Linked DNA regions of Oryctolagus cuniculus: region 2 is linked to region 1. The links are chromatin contacts, called in public Micro-C maps. All regions are on one chromosome and are shown on one strand. The core of a region is the stretch at or near the end of the contact, and the rest is flanking DNA. Distances in the headings are between cores, read along the strand shown.

Region 1 (6,234 bases), core at 244-2,743:
TGCAGACTGGCAGGGAGCTGGATTGGAAGGGGAACAGCCAGGATTCCAACTGGCACTGATAGGGCATGTCAGCAGCCCCCTGCACAACACCAGGTCCGCTCCTGGGTTTCCTGCTAGCATTTTTTCACCCAAGGTACCATCAGATGGCCACCGGCTACAACTACAAAGACGACGACGCATGTAGGGGACCACAACAGACGTCCTTATTCCCAAAGGCTACTAATCCAACCTAAACTATTTTTAGGGACTTTTCCTTCTAGTTTCTCAGGGCAAAGTAACCCCGGCAACCTGCCTATCTGTAAGCAGAAATCCCACACATGATGCAAGTCAGTTATAATCCAGACGTGGCTTCTGGGCAGAGAGTGACCAATTTTTATCATGGCCACTCTCCCCCAGACTAACCAGAAGAAAGTCCATCTGGAGGCAGCGAGGGACTGGACGGGACTCGGTACTTGCAGAGCACACCGGTGCTGGCGCAGCTGTTCTGGAAGGCAGAGACTCCAGGCTTCCCACAGCCATAGCCCAACAAACCACACCCCTACCGGTTCAAGGCGAGCAGCCGGTGATTTACTGCCTTCCGTTAGTCTGAAAATCAAGGGAGACGATGAGGACACAGACTAGCGGCTGGCACCCACGACAGACACAATCATTAGTCCCAGTATTTCAAGAACACAGAGGAAGCTTAGCACCGGGTGGGAGGCAGTGTGGAGGAGACAACCAAGTGTGAAGACACCAAAACCCACAAATTCACTGACAAACAAAATGAAAACACCCAAACTGTAAAAAGGCAAATGAATCTTTTATTTTTATCAAGAATACATTGAGTCAAAACCACAGATTTAAATGACACAAATTCTCAATATAATTTTAGAAGTCATATAAGCAAGTCGATTTAAGAGAACAGTATTTAACAAAACATGAAACTCAAAAGCTTCTGGAATGTATATTCATAATCCCTTAAAATAAACAGTTCTTCAGGAAGAAAATACCCCATAGACGAAAACCAGGGCTGAACTAACCTAGCCTTACATGCTGGTGACCTACCACACAGCCCACCCCACCTTACACACCGGTGACCTACCATACATGCCGGTGACCTACCACACAGCCCACCCCACCTTACACGCCGGTGACCTACCACACATGCTGGTGACCTACCATACAGCCCACCCCACCTTACATGCTGGTGACCTACCACACAGCCCACCCCACCTTATACGCTGGTGACCTACCACACAGCCCACCCCACCTTACACGCCGGTGACCTACCACACAGCCCACCCCACCCCACCTTACACGCCGGTGACCTACCACACAGCCCACGTTCCTGTGGGCCTCAGTTTTCTGACCTATAAAAGGTCATTGTGCACTACAACTTCCCTTTGTAAAATGTGACACATTTCAGAGTGGACCCCGGCCCCCGGCTGCACAGCAAGGGCAGAGGGGCGCCCAGCTGGGCTGCGTGGGCCGGGATTGCTGTAATCGTGGGCATCCGTGCTGAGCTGCCTTGCCTGCAGAGCAGTTGGCCGCAGCGCTGCCCCGCAGGGCTGCTGGGACAGTTAAGTGAGGTAACACAGCCAGAGCACTCGGCACGGCGGCTGGGAAGTGAGCGCCGGCACAGAGTAAGTCATCGACTAGAGTCACAGGACACAACACTGACTGTCTTCACTTTCCCTCAGCTTTAAATACTTCAGGAAGCATTCTGAATAGCACAATAATAAACAGGACCGGAGAACCGTAAAGCTGGAGACTGAAAAAACAAAAACAAAAAACTAAAACTTTGAAACGCAGCACAATACCGCCCCCAAGTGGCCACGACATTAAAATTTTTAGTTTGTGCCTCTTAAGAGGAAAAATGATTTCAGATAAAAGTATAACATTTTATGAATTCAAGAAATATAAAAAATAAATTACTGTATGAGGAGTACTCCAGCAGCCAGACGTCACCATCCTCCCAGGACTCTGAGCAGTATCACACCAGCCTGTCCCTGTCAATCAGCCAGGATCGTGACAGCTACTGGTACTGGTATTCTTCCTCCCTTTCTTCCTCATCTTGTTTGTAACACACACACACACACACACACACACACGGATTCATCTGAACTGAGCGGATCGGCTCCCATGTGAAAAATCAACACAGGATTGTCTACTTTTCTTTTTGGAAACACACCCTAACTTCTTTTGATCTCATAGTGGACTGACCTAAAATTAAATTAATTAAAAGTTTCAATTAAAATAATATAAAGATATTATTAGATTACTTCACTGTGAAAGAGTTTCTTATCCTAGAAGTAAAAACTCTGTAAATTTAGTGAACTCATGGATCCATACATATATCAAAAAACAACAACAACAAAAAAAAAAACCTTCAGCCCCTCACCCCTCCCTTTTCACTTTAATATCCCCAGCAACACAAAGCTGAGTATGTTGGAAACATCTGCCGTCAACATCAGGTGTGAAAAAGAGACCCAGAGAGGTTATCAGAGGACAGGAAAACGCAGCCTCGCAGAAAGAACCCAACTATGTCTCATTAAGTCCACCAGTTCCACTGTTATTAAAAGTTAATGACTGGGCTGGCGCTATGGCTCACTAGGCTAATCCTCCACCTTGCGGCGCCGGCACACCGGGTTCTAGTCCCGGTCAGGGTGCCGGATTCTGTCCCGGTTGCCCCTCTTCCAGGCCAGCTCTCTGCTGTGGCCCGGGAGTGCAGTGGAGGATGGCCCAGGTGCTTGGGCCCTGCACCCCATGGGAGACCAGGAGAAGTACCTGGCTCCTGCCATCGGATCAGCGCGGTGTGCCGGCCGCAGTGCGCTGGCCGCGGCGGCCATTGGAGGGTGAACCAACAGCAAAGGAAGACATTTCTCTCTGTCTCTCTCTCTCACTGTCCACTCTGCCTGTCAAAAATAAAAATAAAAAAAGTTAATGACTGAAGGTTATTTATTTTCATTAAGTAAACAGCAACAACTTTGAAATCATATCACACTATGAATACAACATATATTTATATGTAAATAGATGTACAGCCATTAAACACTACAGCAAATAAGAATTTCTCACACTGGGTCCTACAAAGGGTTGGGATGCTTCTCCTGAGGAAGCACGGTGTACTTCCAAACACCTGCCACGGGGATTAGCATATCTGCCTGGGATACTTGCCTCACTCTGTTCCAACAGCTGCATTCAGAAGAGATTTACAATACGTGTGGTATTTCTGAATGTTGTAAATAAATGACAGTGGGTGACTGCTCTATAAAATAAGCTGGGCCCATGCCAGATACCAACTAGAGTCAGAACAAACACTGTTCTCATAAACACCAAAGGACAAAACACCAAAGTGCTTACCTTACCGATTCGACCCGGGAACTGCTCGTTCCCACGCCAAATGCTGTTCTGCAAGCCCAGGGCTCCTAAGTTCTAGCTAAGCCTTCATTAGAAGAAACACGTTCGTATTTACACCCCACGTCTTGTTTCACGTTCTTATGAAATACTCATTGCTCCAAAGGTAATAAACGCTTTCTAACTTACTAAACATGAGTTTCTTTGTATGAATATGGATTTGCTTTTTAAAAGTGGGTCCACAATAATAGTCCACCATTTAGGGGATGTAAAACAAAACAAAACAAAACAAAACATGGTGGACCCTTTCTCCCCGTTCTTTAGACAATTATAAAGAAGAGATTGTCAAGCCAAGTCAAGGTTAAGTTCATACTAGAAAAACATTGAGCTATTTGTTTATTAGAAACAAATTACATTAAGCTATTTCTCTTAAGGTATTTTATGACAAATACATTCCAGAAATAACCCTAAGAGGAAATGAAGGCCAGAAAGCTAAAATAATCTCTTCTCAAAATGACATGCTGCATTTGAACTCAGGATATGCAAATCATTTAGTGCCTCATCAGACGCAGTTTTTACGGTGGGTGAGCACTGAGGGGAGAGACAAACATGAAGAAACACACAGTGCAAGGAAAACAGAAACGCTACCTACAGATAATGCTCTCTAAAACGTTACACACATCGGAACGAGTTCAAGGTGACCGAATACAGAATCTAAACAGTTCACCCATTTGATCTTTCCATGGCATTCTTTGAAATAATGCAACCCACAGAATCCAGAGAACCAGAGCGCACTGAGCAGACTCTCTAGCCGGGAAATGCATTTATCTTTTTCAGTCAACAAAGCCAATCAAGTCTAATTTTTTAAAAATTCACGACAAAAATATCTACTTGCCAACTCTTGAAAAGTTCCAGACACGACAGTAACTCAGAATGTTTCTAAAAGCCAGAACCGAAAGGACCACCTGGCTGCTGCCTCGAGTGCACTGATGTCACAAGGGTGAGCGTGTGGTGTGTGTGCAACCAACGAAGACAAATGACTGCTGTGTCGCGTGTACGTGGCTCTTACGTCACCACTATCTATCACATCTTGGAAAACTCACCAGCCACACAGCTATTTCCCAACTGCCTAAGAACATAGAATGAAAATATTTATTATCCACTTGCAAGTATTGAGAAGCATCCCTGATTTAAAACAATAGTGAAAAAATGAATAGCACCTTTTAAATTCATGGACTAGCTTTATGAAGGATTGAGCTTGCTTGCCTGCGAATATGGATTTCCTCTAAAATCTCATAGAACAGCAGGACTCAAGACTCGAAAAGGAACTGGAACAGTCATCCCCTTGAACAGCAGTGTTTTCCACACACGCACTGGAACGGTTAATTCATTTTTGCCAGACGAGATCACAGCCAAAGCTTTTTCCTCTGAGAAATTTTACCAAACACAAAAAATTCCTTGCATGAATTGTATCAGACAGGAAAATTGTTTTATCTGAAAATTTTTTTCAAGTTTGACTTTCTAAATTTAGATCTCCATTATAATAAATTCATGATGAAAGCCCAATTTCTCCGAGTACGCATTCTCATCAAATTAAAAAGCGTAAGTCAGGGTGAGACACACTTGTCCCACAATCACTGCTAGGACTAGTGACTGAGCCTGCTTTCTCACGGCTAAGAAGGCTCTGCATGTACTATTCAAGACTACACTTGCAGTTTTCACCGGCACACAACTTCATATTTACAAATGCAAAATACCTGCCACACCCACTCATCATCCAACAGCCAGAGAAAGCATAATCCAATGTTGGGGGGAGGGTGGTTTGTTCAGTTGTCATGTTTTTAAAAGCTGTGAACTGGAGCCGGCACTGCCCATATGAGCGCTGGTTTGAGCTCCGGCTGTTCCACTTCTGCTCCAGCTCTCCGCTGTGGCCTGGGAGAGCAGCGGAAGATGGCCCGAGTACATGGGCCCCTGCACCTGCGACGGAGACCCGGCAGAAGCTCCTGGCTCCTGGCTTCGGATTCGCGCAGCTCCAGCCGTGCAGCCATCTGGGGAGTGAACCAGTGGATGGAAGACCTCTCTCTCTCTCTCTCTCTCTCTCTCTCTCTCTCTGCCTCTCTGTAACTCTGCCTTTCAAGTAAATAAACACATCTTAAAAAAAAAAAAAGCTGAGAACATAAAACTAGGTTAAAAGATGAGTTTTACAGTTCCAAGTTTATGTATCAGGGTGACATGCTGAAAATAATGTTTTACTGAAACTGAATGACTACTCAATGAATGCACTAGGAACACTGGACACAGAAGCCAAAAACTAACAAAAAAGCAGTCCTACTATAGAACTTGGTCCCTCATTTACAAAGCACGAGCAAATGATTGCTCAACTCCCCTTCAATTCCAACACCTTTTAAGATAATGGTATAAAATACCAGTTACCTTTAGCTTTAAAATACACGACCTCAGAAGTCACTTTTTTAAAGTTCTCATAAAGTTGTCTTTAGCAATGTCACTAAGACTATTATCTCCTAAAGTCTTCCGAGGTCTATCCTAACATGTCCTTTGGTAACTGCAGCAGACTCCGAAGTGTTCCACAGAAAGGTTATCTACCCAGACCTTGCGATTGCCACCTCATCTGGAAAGTCTCTGTAGGTACAGTTATCGTCTCCGCGTTAGGTCACCCGGAGCAGGGTGAGCCCCACACCCAAGGACACTGCCCTCGCAAAGAAGACAGAGAGGAAGGCTGCGAGAAAGGACAGTGGAAGAGACGGCAGTGATGCGTCAATCAGCCAAGACCACCACCAGAAGCTAGGAGAACTTCCAGGAGGATCCGGCCGTGACGACACTCCGAGGTCACACTTCTGGCCTTCAGAACTGGGAAGTACTCTCAAGTCAGCACGCGCT
Region 2 (6,971 bases), core at 3,448-5,947, 570 kb before region 1:
GCCTCTTTTTTTACTCTGCTATATTGTAAATAACTGCTGCTTTTTTTAAGATTTATTTATTGATTTTAGAGGCAGAGTTACAGACAGAGAGAGGGAGAGACAGAGAGGTCTTCCATCCACTGATTCACTTCCCAAATGGCTGGAGTTGTGTCGGTCTGAAGCCAGGAGCCAGGAGCTTCTTCCAGGACTCCCACATGGGTACAGGGGCCTAAGGACTTGGACCATCTTCCACTGCTTTCCCAGACCATTGGCAGAGAGCTGGATTGGGCGTGGAGCAGCCAGGACTCAAACCACCACCGGTATGGAATGCCATTGACTCAGGTGGAGACTTAATCTACTGTGCCACAGTGCCAGCCCCAAAATAACCGCTTCTCAAGATAATGGATACAGACAATTTAATATGCACCTGAGGTCTTCTCTGATCGTGAAATAATAAAATCTGAGAAATGAAAAAACTCAGTGGTTCAGTAAGAGTAATCTAAATCATGCATTCCTTGCCAGCTGTACTTCCTCTTGAGAATTGTTGTCTCCTGGATCTACAGTCATGCCTGGCACATAGTAGATGTTCAGCTAATGTTGACTGAACCACTGACCCAATGGCTTATTACCAAGTTTAGTAAATGTGATTTATTTTGATTTTTAACACAATCTAAGGTCATTTATATTGTTAATTTGAAAAATGGTGAATACAGACTTTTTATTTAAAAATTCCTCCAAATCTAGACATGTTAAAGATCCAAGATACAGAGTATTTATATGATATGAAACTAAAAAAAAAATTGCAGTTTCTTATGCATTTTGCTGACTATCTTAACAAAGTTTCAGTGCACTTTAAAAGTTTCAGCATTCAAGGCTAACGTCGATATGATGAACTTGAAAAAACAGCAGAATGAAAATAATTAATGTTATCCTCATGTACTGGTTTTCTTAGGGGTGCAATAACAAATTACCCAAACTGCATGTAAAACAACAGAAGTGTCTCCTCTCACAGCTTCGTTGGCCAGGAGTCTGAAATCAAGGCTCCACAGGGCTGTGCTTCCCCAGAGTCTCCAGGGGAGACTGTCCCTGGTCTCTCCCACATTTCTGTGGCTTCCACCCTTCTTTGCTATCCCTTTGTGTGTGTAGCACAACTCCCATCCCTGCCTCTGTCTTCATGTGGCTTTCCCTGTGTGTCTGTGTCTCTCTACATTTCTCTCTCCTTAGGATACCAATCCATCACAGATACTAGAGAAAACCTAAACAAAGAGAAAGATATACAGTGTTCATGGACGAGAAGACTAATGGTGACGGATGCCACTTCTCCTCCATTTGGTCTCTGAAATTCAAATGGCCAACAGACACAGGAAAAGGTGCTCAGGATCACTGGCCATCAGAGAAAACACATAAAAACCACAGTGTGATTTCATTTCATCCCAGTTACAATGACTGTCAACAAGTAACAAATGCTGGTGAGGATGTGGCGAAACAGGTACCCTAATCCACCGTTGATGGGGATGTACACTACTACAACCATTATGGGAGATAGTACGGCGATTCCTCAGAAATCTGAAACTAGATCTGCCATATGCTCCAGCCATCCCATTCCTGGGAATTTACCCCAAGGAAATGACATCAGCATACGAAATAGTTATCTGTGCCTCCATGTTTATTGCAGTTCAATTCACAATAGCTAAGATATGGAATCAACCCAGATGTCCCTCAATTCATGAGCAGATAATGAGATGCAGGTATATATTCACAATGGAATACTACTCAGCCATAAAAATGAATGAAATTCTGTCTTTTTTTAACAAAATGGATGCAATTGGAGACCACTATACTTACTGAAATAAGCCAGTCCCCAAAAGTCAACTATCAAATTTTTTCTCTGATTTGTAGTACCTAACACAGAGTACAAGCAAAAGTAATGTATATGAGTGAAACTGACATTTTGATGTTTGATTATTGGTTTATAGCCCTTGGAGCATATATAGAGCATAGGTGATAGTAAAAAATAAAAATAAGACCAGTGTTGTAGCGTAGTGGGTTCAGCCACAGCATGCAACACCAACATTCCATACGGGTGCTGGTTAATGTCCTTTGTGCTCCACTTTTGATCCAGCTCCCTGCTAATGACCTAGAAAATGCAGTAGAAGATGGCCCAAGTGCTTGGGCCCCTGCACCTGCATGGGAGATCCAGAAGAAGCTCCTGGCTGTTGGCTTTGGCCTGGCAAAGCCCCAGCCACTGCAGTCATTTGGGGAGTGAACCAGTGGACAGAAGATATCTATCTTTCTTTCTCTCTAACTCTGCCTTTCAAATAAATTAAAATATGTAAATCAGTAAATTTACATAGAAATATAGGATTTAAAATGGCAAATCAACCTGGAAAAAGATCATAATTGGCAAGGTTCCACCACCATACTGCACTAATCAAGACTCTCTGGTATTGGTTTAAGAAAAACAAATAGATCAGTGAATAGGATAGACTCCCAAAGCAGACTCCTGTACAGGGTGAGCTGATGTTTGACAAAGGTTGCAAAGACTTCACTGAAGAAAAGCTGACTTTTTAACATACAGTGCTGGAAAAATTAGACATTGATGTGTAATACAGAGGACTTTGAGGAAAAAAAACACAAAATAAGTCATAGACTTAAATGTAAAAGCTGAAACTTTAAAATTCCTAGAATAAAACATTAAAGATGATTTTATGTCCTTAGATTATATAATATAAACATTAAGATCCATAGTTGATAAAGTTGAGGAACTAGATTAATCAAAATTGGAAACTTATGTCTGAACACAAGTCACACAGAAAAAAATTTGATAAACTGGATGTGATAAGGAACTTGTTTATGAAATATATTAAGAACTTAAAACTCAGAAGAAACTAACAGTAAGAAAGCAAAAAAATCTGGACCAACACTTCACCAAAGAAGATAGACACACAGCAAGCAGGCACATGGAACTATCTTTAATATGCTCCATCAGTAAAGCACAGGGAGACACTATTACCGCCTCTTAGATGTGCTAGCACTTTAAAGAGTAACAACAATAAGTACTGGCAGGCGTCTGGAGCAGTTTGAACTCTGATAACTGCAGTGGGGAAATTAGAAACAGTTTAGTAGCTCCTTCCAAAGTTACACATGCACATTCCATGAGATCTGTCTAGTCCACTGCTGCATACTTGTTGAAAAGTGGTAAAGGCATGGATCCACATAGTAAATGCTCACAGCAGTTTGACTTGGAATAGCCCAAACCTGGAAACAGTCAAACACGCATCAACAGGTGACGGGGTGAACAGTCTGTGGCCCGAGACCATGCGATGGGGGCTATTCCCGAGGATGCGCTCAGCAACACTGATGCATCTGGAGCGAGTTTGGCTGCGTGGCAGACGTATGAGCTGTGTATGTATCTTACACAGGAAATGCAAACTCTTACACGACGACACAGTTCATGGCTGCCCGGAGGGGCTGGTGTGGGTGGTGGCAAAAGGAGGGACTGATTGCAAAAGGGAGAAGAGGTGACGCAGTGTGGCCCACCATGTTACAGGGATGACTTCTCTACACATGCATCAGCATTTATCAACCGACACGCTTAGAGTATGCGTGGCTGAGCACATCTCCACTGTAGCTCCCTCCATAGGGCGGGGGAAAGAAGCCCTTAGAGTGAGCAACTTTTATTTCTGCAGCAGGCTCTATAAAACAAACAGCTTACAACGATGCACCTAGATCTCTTCCCCGGAATTCATACCATCCCTTAGGCATGGTAGAAAGGCCTGGGATTTCAGGACGCTTGGAAAAAAGGAAGAAAAAGCCAGAACCTGGGGAGGAGGCAGCAAGAGCGCGCCTGGACACGCTCAGCCGCTCCAAGGGGGTTAGAACGTTAAATGCAGGGCACTGTCGTGGTCGGAGCCGGCAGGTGCAGCGCGCCCAGTGGGGCGCACGCCCGCCTTCCTCCCTGGGGCCCGCGGCGCCGCGCCCTCTCCTCGGGCGCCCCCTGGTGGTGAGCGCCCGAGGACCCGCAGGTGCACTGGGGGAGCCGGAGCCCAGGTGCGAGCCATAAAGGTCGTTCCTGATCCGCCTTGGTGGCACGGGCCCGGCGACCCTGTCATCCGGCTCCCCGGTTCCCCTCTGCTTCTTAAACAGTCCAGGTCGGGCAGGCGGGAGTCGCGGAGCCGGAGTCGCATTGCAAACTTGCAACCTCCCGGCTCAAGAAGGAAATTCTTTCCGAGGGCCGTCGAGAGCCCTGCCCGAAGGAGGGTCTTCCCCGCTGCACTCCAAGCTTCGGCGGACCCCAGGGACTGCTTTGCGTCCCCAGTAGTCCTTGCCCGCACCGTGGAGTCCGCCCCAGCCCCCGCTCGTCCCACATTCGGAGCCGCCGTTTGCCGCTGCGGACGGAGGGGCTGGCGACCGTTCCCTCGTCCCCAGCCCTCCGGGGCCCGAGGGTGGGCAGTGCAGAAGCAGGCACAGCGGGAGGGACCCCCGGGGGGCGCTGAGGGGGACTGCGCGGGCCGGGGCGCGCAGGGCACGGGTCGCCCCATTCGTGCAGGGGCGGCCGCGCCTCCAGCGTCCAGCCCAGGGCGGGATCCCGCGAGCCGTGCCCGTCCACTCGTGATTGATCGCAGGAGGGAGCCGCGGGCTGGGAGGCGGCGTGCGGGGCGGAGACACAGCTGAAGCGCACGCAGGTCCGGGGCGGAGCGGGGCGGGGGCTCCTGGACGGCCGGGGCCGCGCGGCGCCTGGCGTTCCGAGCCGGGGCACCTCGCAGGGCGCCCCCGCGGGGCCGGGCGGGAGGCCCCGGAGCCCCGCGCGCCCCTTCGCGGCTCCTGCGCCCCGCCCGGGACGGGCCCGCGCGCGGTCCGCCCGCTCCTCCCTCCGCCTCGGCGCGCCGCCCCCGCCTCCGCCCCCGCTCCCCGGGGCCGGGCTGTCGGCAGCGGGCCGGGAGCTCTCAGTGCGCCCGCGCTCCGGATGTGGGCGCCGGGCAAGCCCAGGATGGACAGCCGCTACAGCAGCGCGGCCGGCCTGGGCGACCTGAGCCCGCTCGGCGCCGCGCTGCCGGCCACGCGCGTGGAGGTGTCGGTGTCCTGCAGGTGAGCGTCCCCGCCGGGGGCCGGGGGCCGGGGGTGGGGCTGCGGCGCCGCGACTTGGTGCCTCTTTTCTGGGAAACGTTGCAAAAGTTGGCCGCGCTGGTGACTCAGCTCGCCGAGCCCGGCCGTCGCCCACTTTGCCAAGAAACCTCGGTGCGTCCCGGGCCCGAGCGGAGCGGGCGCGCGGGCGGCGCCGGGCACCCGAGGGCCCTGGGCGGCAGCTTCCCCCGCGCGCGGGCCGGGGCCTGACGGGGCTTGCCTCCCCGAGGGCTGCGGTCGCGCGGCGCTCGCTCTGCCCGCCGCCCTGGGGCGCAGCCCCGCTGGCTGCACCGCGGGAGGTGTTTGCGAAGGGCTCTAGCGGACCAAGTTGGAAAGGGCGCAGGGAGAGGGAGACTTGGCGAATGGTCACCTTGACCCCGGAGCCCGCTCTCTCCCTCGCTCGCTCGCTCGCTCTCTCACCCTCACCACCCCCTGGCTTGCCCCTGATCAGCCCCTTGCTGGCTTCAGCAGAGCTGGGTTTGGAGACCCCCATCCTCCTACGCACGGGCGGTGGAGGCTGCTGGCGTTCAGAACTTGGGCGCACGCGAGCTCTCAAGTTTGGGGTGCCCCTGACCGTGGCGTCGGCATTTTTCACGAGTGGTGTTTGGGGAGGGGCGAGCCTGGGGCGCCCCCCGTGAGCGTCCTCCTGGGACCGCCGTCGGCGCCAGGTCCTGGCCTTGCGGGTGTCGCTGCGCTCAGCGCCGCCTGAGATTTTTCCCCGTCTGCTGGACAAGTGAAGCTGCTTTCTCTCCGAGGCTGCGTCTGGTTCCCAGGGGAGGGCGTTGGCACACAGGGGCAGTAGCCAGCCGGACATCCTCCTGCCCCAGCCATAGATTCTGGAGTGGTCCCCTGCCTTGCGTCCCGTAGAGCCTGCGGGGCCCAGGGGCCCAGTCAGATCAGACCCACTTCCGCGGAAGCTATGATGGGAAAGTTGTGCCCTGGCCACTCAGAACCCCTTTCCCCGGCTTGGGTGCCTGTTTGCTGGCCGGCCGCAGCCAGCTGGGTCTCGTCGTTTTCTCAGCCTGAGGAACCCCTCCATCCAGCCGGATCTCGTGCTACGTCTTAGCACGGTGTTTTTTTTTTTTTTTTTTTTTTTTTCAGGCGGGAAAAATCCTGAAAGCGAACCCAAGTACTTAGTGTTACGGGTGCTGGGTGCTTAGTCTGTGCTTGGAGTTGTTACCGACTCAGTTTGCTTTTTTTTTTTTTTTTTTTTTTGTAAGATTGAGATTGACATAGAAGCGTCTTTGGGGCAAACAGTGACATAATTAAATTCCCACTGGTGCCTTAGGAATTGGGTCAGTAGTTCCTATCAGAGTGAGTCAGTTGTATGTTGTTGAAAACAGGATCTTGTAATCACTGGAGGTGATTGGATTTGACCTCTGAGACCTAGGTACAAGTTTTGACTCTGTGACTTTCTGTTGTTGCGTTGGAGTGAGATCTTACCCACGCTTCCTTAAAAGATGTATTTAAAGACATTTATTGAAAGGCAGAGTTACAGAGAGACTGGGAGGGGAGAGAGAGAGCGAGAGAGCGAGCAACCTTTTCCATCTGTGGGTTCACTCCCCAAATGGCCGCAATAACTAGTGCTGGGCTGAGTTGAAGCCAGGAGTCTGGAATTCCATTCAGGTCTCCCACATGGGTGCAGGGGTCCGAGCACTTGGGTCATCTTCCGCTGCTTTCCCAGTTGCATTAGCAGGGAGCCAGAAAAGAAGTGGAACAGCCGGAACTCGAACCGGCGTCTGTAGGGCATGCTGGCGCTGCAGGTGATGGCGTCACCCACTACACCACCGCACCGGCCCCCGATTCACTGAATTTTGATGATTTCACCAGCATTCTATGGCCTGCAGGCTAGGTATTCCCCATCTCTG

The links. A called contact is a pair of places that touch in the nucleus more often than the background predicts.
Region 2: a Micro-C map of ear pinna shows a contact between it and region 1, with 8 times the contacts expected there. The contact joins the promoter of CPNE8 here to the enhancer-like site in region 1. A contact is called at or near these places in 2 of 6 Hi-C or Micro-C datasets (ear pinna and an unstated tissue).

What each region holds. Positions count from the first base shown.
Region 1 is chr9:129,920,835-129,927,068 of mOryCun1.1, reverse strand. The region is part of intron 2 of ALG10B (ALG10 alpha-1,2-glucosyltransferase B); the gene reads right to left. LOC138843905 (a long non-coding RNA gene) reads right to left here and starts at 5,503. Exons shown (of 2, transcript XR_011379076.1): 1 at 1,229-5,503; 2 at 781-1,077. Within about 2 kb of position 1,493, at least 1 of the 8 cell types and tissues checked has an H3K27ac peak or open chromatin away from gene starts, as enhancers often do. A contact at or near this core is called in ear pinna, where this site is marked.
Region 2 is chr9:130,497,473-130,504,443 of mOryCun1.1, reverse strand. It overlaps CPNE8 (copine 8), which reads left to right and starts at 4,697. Exons shown (of 20, transcript XM_051850927.2): 1 at 4,697-5,067. The coding sequence starts at 4,946.